2 separate regions of the Drosophila melanogaster genome follow, and region 1 is linked to region 2. The links are chromatin contacts, called in public Hi-C maps. All regions are on one chromosome and are shown on one strand. The core of a region is the stretch at or near the end of the contact, and the rest is flanking DNA. Distances in the headings are between cores, read along the strand shown. Region 1 holds the start of lncRNA:CR46090 (long non-coding RNA:CR46090). Region 2 holds the start of p53 (p53,).

Region 1 (3,825 bases), core at 754-3,253, 280 kb after region 2:
TTTATTTTGCTGTGCTGCTTTTTCTCTAATGAAATGTTCAATTTAATATATCAGTCTGGCAAATACCCTTACCTAATAGTTAATTTAATGCAACCAATTTGTGTAAGTTTACATTCCCCTATCATCTTGTTACCTTGGTAACCAACAATTGAGAAGTGCTTCTTGTGTCTTTTTAGTTTCCGATACTTCAAGGTGTAGGCTAAGTGCATTATAATATTAGAGTGTCTGCTACACCACCCTCCCCTTTTTGCCCTTTGCCGCCCAAAAACACCCACCTTCACCGATAACGAGCACTTCTTATCAGCCAGCCACAAATATTTGTTCTTCGTCCAACTCATTGGTTATTTCTTGAGCTCCAAGTTGTTTGGAGCATTGGAAAGTGAGTTTTGCGTTTGGTAAAGTTCAAATTGCTGAAGGTCGCACGCGTGAGAGGGTTGCCTGATAAGTTTTGTCACCCTGATTATTGTGCTGGGTCAGTTGTTTATGGCTATATTAACTCTTCTGCTGCTGCTTCTTTTTTTATGCTCGCCCTTTCTCTGCGGCATTACAACATTTCGGAGCGTGCTGATTAGCCATGGACTGGGCTTTATAGCGGCTCGGAAAATCCCAAGAAGCAACAACTACAACTATTACAATAAATGCTGCTAATTTGTCCATGGGATGCACTCAATTTAGACACATCCGTTCTACACAGCCAGAAAAAAATGGGTACATTTATGTACATACATATGTGTGTAAATAGAAAGAGAGGAACGCGCTTTTGTTTTGATAACATTGTTTTCGCCGTGAATGAATGGGTATGGAAATAGAAACGTTGAGGGAACGTGATTAGATAAAGTCTCTATGTCTTTTGTAAGCTATTTACATATTTGAATATATACACAGAGAGAAATTAGGCACATGTACATGTACTAGACTTAATTTACAACTTGAATTGTAAAATTGTAATTTTTTCGTATTACCATACTAATAAATGGCATAATTTTAACACTCAGCCTAACTTTATTCATAATTTTGCATTCATAAATCAGCAATAAGTTCGAATACTAATTACCCAAGCATTAGCTGCATAAAATTGAAAAAAAAATATGGAAATATCATTGGTGCTAAAACGAATGCCATAATGCACCGAATTATACCGTCATAAAGGCCTCAATTCAAATGAATCAAAAAAGTTCTCGCGCGATTAATTCCAGGCGAAACAACAACAAAAATCAACGTCGGGCTATCAAAATTTATGAATGAATAAAGCAGAATCAGGCGAAAACCCGACAAAAGGCAAGACAGAGGAAAATAAAAAAAAAAAGTATTAATAAAAAGGCAAGTAAAATAAGCAAACAAAACGAAAATCACAAATAGTAAGTGAGTACAAAGTGGCGTGCATATGAAATATAAAGCAGGCGATATAGCCCACTACAAACGCACAAATCCACACACACTCACACACACACATGTACATATATGTATGTATGTACCTCTGAATATGAATGAATGAAAAATTGTAGAAGCAGCACAACCGCAACACCAACAACATAAGTTGTTAACGCAGCAGTTCCACGAACTAAAAAAACAAAAAACCAAAACCCCAAAAAAAAAACACCAACGACAACCACAGAAGACGGGAAAAAAGATCTGTGAACAAGAAATTTGAAAGGTAACAAAAAACTGAAATTAAAACAAAAACTTAAAATCAGAAACACGAGCAAGTGTGTGTTGGCAACTCGTTTTCCAGTTTTCCATTTTTCCACATGCAGCAGCTGCCCACAAATTGTGCGTGGAGTGTTGGCGAAGAGGAGGGGAGTGGAGTGGAGTGTTGGAGTGGGGTCTGGAAGGGGGTGGTGCCTGGAATGGTGGGAAGGGGGGGAGTTCAAATTATGAATAAATAAGTAGTTGGTCCAAGAGCAAACAGCTAAAAATCAAAGCAAATACACAAAAACAATGAAAACAAAACTGGGATGGCGAAGAACATTTTGTAGTTGAAGTTAAGATACCCTTGCTGGTATTAAAACATTTAACAAAATAGTAGATTGGCAATTAGATTTTTCGAAAAACAAAGGCTTTTGTTCAATACGAATTTGGTTTAAACATTCTTAAAAGTATAGTTAAGGTTAGTTTTCAAGATTTTTTAGAATTTCAGCGACTTGGTTGCAAAATCCCAACTAAACCATAATACCCTACACTACACTGCAGGGTATAAAAAGGCAACGACGACTGCAGTTGGATTTCGAGCCAAAGTCGACGCGCCCACGGGCAGCGACAGAAGAAGAAGAAGATGAGAAGCTGGAGCAGCGATAAAAGAGGAGCCCCAAAGACAAAGCCGGAGAACAAGAAGAAGAGTAAGAGCCGGTTTGCAGGAACAAGCCTAGAAGAAGAGGAAGAAGGAAGAGGAGCACTGGTGGAGTGGAGGAGGGGAGGGGGCGACGGGGCAATGCAGGCACACGCAAAAAAGGAAGGAAACAAACATCAAGCCCCAATGACAGAGGAAGCAACCACAACAACAACAAATGGCCGTGGAAGAAGGGGAGACAGCGGCAACAAGATCCACTCGTCGCTGGCTCTTATCCCCACTCCCATTCCCAATTCCATTTCCATTCCCCCATTCATCAACTGCATTTTAATTCTTTTTTGGTTGTCTTTGCGTTTTGTTTTTTTTTCTTCGTTTTATTATTCGAGAACCAACTAGTTTTGTTGTTTTTTGCTGCCTGGCGAGTATGAATGAAAACGAACGTGTTTCTTGGAGAGCGGGAGCCCCAATTTGAGAGCGGGAGAGCGCTGGGGAGCAGCGGCGCCGGCAGCGACGTCGACAGCGCGGGGATGAATGAAATGAGCAGCAAAATGAATGAAAGTTGTGGGGCTCGCGCAGTCAACGTCGCTGCCAGCGTCAACGTTAGGCTCTCCCGATCTCTCACTCTCCCACTCTCCTTGTGAAGAGAATTTGTATATTTTTTCTACTTTTTATACAAATCATAGCGCACATATTTAATAAGCGAAAATATAATTTGCTTTATTTATTGTTTCGTTTGGTTCATTTCGTTTCGTTTTGTTTCTTGTTATTTTCAAAGTTTATGATTAATGAGAGATGATTACGGCGTGTGAGTGTGCGTGCGTGAGTGTACTTTTGTATCTGTGTGCGCGTATAATTAAAATAAGGGCAGCCTTTTGCATACACTTGCAAAAAAAGGATTTTTTTTATTTCTGCTAAGAAAAAATTGTTTTTGCACTGTTTTAGTCATTCCAATTGCAGGAGTCCGAAATGGTTTTAAACGTACAATATGATTACGTTATTATATTTTTAATAAACGATTTCCCAAGGTTTTATGCATTTTAAGTACATTTAGATTTCAGGGCGACCCTTATGCCAAGTGTATCTTTCGTGCGCATAATGTAAACTAAATTTACGTGCCTGGCTCCCGATCTTTTCTGCTTCTTCTGGCCCGCGATGTTCCCCTTTTTTATGTGCCATCCCCATTTTCCATTCAGCATCTGCGCAGTTGTCGCCGTTTTTGCATGTTTTTTCCCCCCCGTTTTTTTCGCCTTTCTGTTTCTGTTTTAGTTTTTGTGATTTTATATTTATTTTTTGTTTCTGTTGCCATTTTATGGCCGCGATCTTCTAGCGACGAGCGAAAAGTTCAGGCTGCCAGTTGTTTTCGCTAAGGGATTCGCCTGGGTCCCACATACATATGTACATTTGTATGTGTGTATGAATTGTAAATATGTCTAAATACATGTACCGAGATGTAGGGCTGTATGTGCCACTATATATAGGCCCAATGGGGTGGACCTTCCCAGAAACTTAAATTTAACTGCCAAATTAATTACCCAAAA
Region 2 (3,700 bases), core at 549-3,048:
TGAACAGACGGCTGGAAGCGCAGCTGCAGGAGGTGAATCTGCTGCAGAGGAAGGACCAGCTAAAGTTGTACACTAAATACTACCGCATGCAGCGATTTTGCGCCTTGGCGGATGAACTCGACCAGCTGGCGTATCGCTATAGGTTGATATATGTGCATTCGGGAAAGTATCTGACCCCAATGTCCTTGTCCATGATTCTGTCGCTCATATGCCACCTGCTCGGAATAACGGTGGGTTTCTACAGTCTGTACTATGCCATAGCGGACACCTTAATCATGGGCAAGCCGTACGATGGTCTTGGATCGCTGATCAATCTGGTTTTCCTCTCCATCTCGCTGGCGGAGATCACATTGCTCACGCATTTGTGCAACCACCTATTGGTGGCCACCCGAAGATCGGCAGTCATTCTCCAGGAGATGAATCTCCAGCATGCGGACAGCCGCTACCGTCAGGCAGTCCACGGCTTTACTCTGCTGGTCACGGTGACCAAGTACCAAATTAAACCCTTGGGCTTGTACGAGCTGGACATGCGACTGATCAGCAATGTCTTCTCGGCGGTGGCCAGCTTCCTGCTGATCCTCGTGCAGGCCGATCTGTCCCAGCGCTTCAAGATGCAATAGCTAATCGATGTTACCCACCTGGCTGAACTGCATCAGATTCCCGGACTGCGGGGAATAATATTAAATAGTTAGTAAGCTATAGCTTTGCACATTAAAAGCACAACTCACGTTTAATCCCTGCAAGAAGGCCATGGGTTCCGTGGTCCTGGAATAATAAAAACAATAATAGTTAGCAACCAGGCAAACCACATGTGACCACGTGACCAGGTACTCACAATTCCGATCCCGATACCTCCACCGTTTTCGGAATATCCTCCTTGATATCGACCTCCGTGGAGTCATCCTCGGAATCAGTGCTAAAGTGTAAAAGGGAAATAAAAACTTAGTGGCAAACTGCGCCTTGGCTGGATAAACAAACACAAACAAGTTGGCCGCGCGAATGATGCAAGTACAAGCGTGTTGCTACATGCAAGGTTTCTACTGTTCGATCATCAATTTGTTGCCGCACTGTACCTTTCTTTGTGCCACGACATTGGCTGTGATATATACATCTTAGTCGGCTATATCTGATCAAGCGATCTTGTTGGGGAAGGAGGCTAAATATTAAAAATTCGCTAACAAAAAACTACAGAATCGTAGTGGCCACCGACTATTTGGATTTTGCCATTCGCCACGCAGCGCGAACAATCGCCGTAGCCAATGTTTATCGATTGGAGCGCGTGTTTTGAATTTGCTCACCCCTTGTGGCAGACGAATTTGTTGCATGCATTAATTTTGTTATTGCCATCGGAATTATTGTTGGCCAAAATTTCCAGATTGTTCGTGAACTGCATCATGTTGTTCGTGTTGTTGCCTCCGTAGGCTGGATCCACAGGCGTAGCCAGGTGGGCATATTCGTTGGATTCGTTGCCAAAACTCTGCGGCAAGTTGAAAGCTCCGTTGCTGGAGACCCGAACTGCTGACTCTGCAGAAACTTCGTTGCCGATATCCCAAAAATCCAGGAACTCCTTGAAAGCTTCAAAAATTGTGCGACTATTGCTACGCGAAACAATCGAAGTGTTTCTGCAAAAAGGCGCAACATTATTTTGTTGGGTAAGACCGAATAAAATATCTCCGCTCACTGGTTAAAAGTCAAGCTAAACGACGCGGACTTGTGAAGACTCATGGCTGTGCACTCAAATAAATAAATTTTATTTAGCAGTTGCGATTTGTGTCCGCAAGAATCTTCCGTGCTCCAGGGATGTCAACTAACCGGAAATTGGCTAACTTAATGTCATATATCCATGGCTATCGATAAGCTATCGATAAGGATTTGGCCGAGTGCGAACAGTGCTGCCCATTGTGCGGCAAGTTAGAATTTCTGTTTTGAAATTTTTTCAATACTTCAATCTATTTATTAGTTTGCAAATAACGCGCCGTATGCAGCAAATTGGTTTCACTGCACAGCCCTTTGAATGGTCGAGCAATGTACCGTATGATTTCTGGCTCCTACAAAAAATTAAGTTTTATTTAATGGTGAAATTCCAAATTTTAGTCAAACTAAATTTCAATTAAAACGCACGAATTATACAAAGCTTAGGCAGCTACGGCATACGGATATATTTACAATTCTAAAAATGTACATAAAGCGCTACTGGCACAAAAGTCTTTCTCTACAGCAGACATATGATAATGCAGCTCTAATATTTCTCAGTCGTCACTTCGCTCGGCGGCGGCGACTCATTTGTTCGATTTTGAACATCGGTCACGGTGGTGAGGTCAGAGCTCGAGGATTCCCTCGAATGCCTGGGGAGAAATGGAAAACAGCACAGCAATAATGATAAGTGTACAGTGGAGATGACATAATCGTAGATTAAGTATCATATTCACACAATGTTTCAATCACCTGTAAAACACATAGTGCTGCAGCATGAAGAACACATCGAAGAGCACGGAAAACAGACCCAGTCCGAATTTGGTGGGATCACCGAAAATCGACACCCAATCATCTGGAAACCAGACACGATTTCATTCGAAAATCACAAATTGATAGACTATATCCTACCGTAATTATGAGCATTCAGAATCATTTGCAGCATGCTCAGCGTTCCTCCCGTGAAATCCAGCAGAATGTTGCCGATGCTCCAGCCGGAGGTGCTCTTCCGGCGATAGTTCATCAGAGCTTGCGGCACGTACTTGATGATGGTAATGGTTAGCTTGACGTAACTGCAGTAGTACAGAAAGTCCAGCCAATGGATGACGGATCCTCCGGCCAAACCGGCAGACACGACGACCACCACGGCGAAGATGGCCAATATTCCGTAGGCAATGAACGACACCCTTTGCTGTGCTCTCTGGACAAATTTAACAAAGTATGGATGTTTTACAAGTCAAAACCTTATCTACTCTTCATATCGTAACTATCCGCTGTGATTCAAATGATTTGGCATTTTGATTGATGGCAATTAGTGTTCAATGCGACAACTGTTGCCACTTCGGCGATAAGGCTATTGAATGGTATTTGCTATATATATTATTACCTGATAGAAAAAGCACTGAAGGATCGTAATGCAGGTGGCGAACATGGCATGCAGTGAGAAGACCACGTCGTTGAGCATCACAGGATTCACTCCCAGCGGATATCGCACCTCGTACTCGTTCTGCAGATCCTCGATGAAATAGAGGCCGCAGTTGAACATGCTGTACAGGGTGAAGCCCACGATATTGAGGGCCAGGAAATCAAAGTTCAGTCCCTCGACGGACTTGCGGCGATAGTTGCTCCAGATCTGCGGATAGAAGGACACCGACCAGGCCACAAAGTAAACCCAGCCAAAGATGATGGAGGTGTAGATCAAAGCTCTCGATTTGGCCACAGTCACGCGTACGAACACATCCTTCACACTGGAAAATAAGTGAATTTTCCAATTAGGTACGGGAACAGTTGGGATTCCCGTGAAGTTACTCACATCTCTTTGTTCGCATCATCGCTATCTGCGACCACTTTGACGTTGCCGGCTTTGAGGCCAGTTATCACCACCGACTGATTTCGAGTACTGCCCGCTGGATACACAAACGTTGCGGGATCGAGGAGCAAATGATCCTCCGAATCTGTTCCCAGCGCAACTTCCACGTCGCTGTCTAGCAATCCGCTGTAATGGGCA

Evidence for each region. Hi-C and Micro-C count contacts between places; a contact is called where the count stands out from the background.
Region 1: a contact with region 2 is called in a Hi-C map of the Kc167 cell line, with 2.6 times the contacts expected there. The contact joins the promoter of lncRNA:CR46090 here to the promoter of p53 in region 2. A contact is called at or near these places in 6 of 107 Hi-C or Micro-C datasets (the D17-c3 cell line, the Kc167 cell line, eye imaginal disc and 1 more) and 1 of 6 datasets of contacts at active chromatin or transcription factors (the Kc167 cell line).

The regions. Positions count from the first base shown.
Region 1 is chr3R:23,331,800-23,335,624 of dm6, forward strand. It overlaps lncRNA:CR46090 (long non-coding RNA:CR46090), which reads right to left and starts at 2,004. Exons shown (of 1, transcript NR_133438.1): 1 at 1,705-2,004. The region is part of intron 3 of pnt (pointed); the gene reads right to left.
Region 2 is chr3R:23,052,284-23,055,983 of dm6, forward strand. p53 (p53,) reads right to left here and starts at 1,799. Exons shown (of 9, transcript NM_206544.2): 1 at 1,682-1,799; 2 at 1,299-1,622; 3 at 836-916; 4 at 729-765; 5 at 639-665. The coding sequence starts at 1,725. It overlaps Gr94a (Gustatory receptor 94a), which reads left to right. Exons shown (of 1, transcript NM_170046.1): 1 at 1-620. The coding sequence ends at 620. It overlaps Ctns (Cystinosin), which reads right to left. Exons shown (of 8, transcript NM_176543.2): 4 at 3,506-3,688; 5 at 3,080-3,440; 6 at 2,605-2,893; 7 at 2,446-2,548; 8 at 2,127-2,345. The coding sequence ends at 2,240. It also overlaps asRNA:CR46089.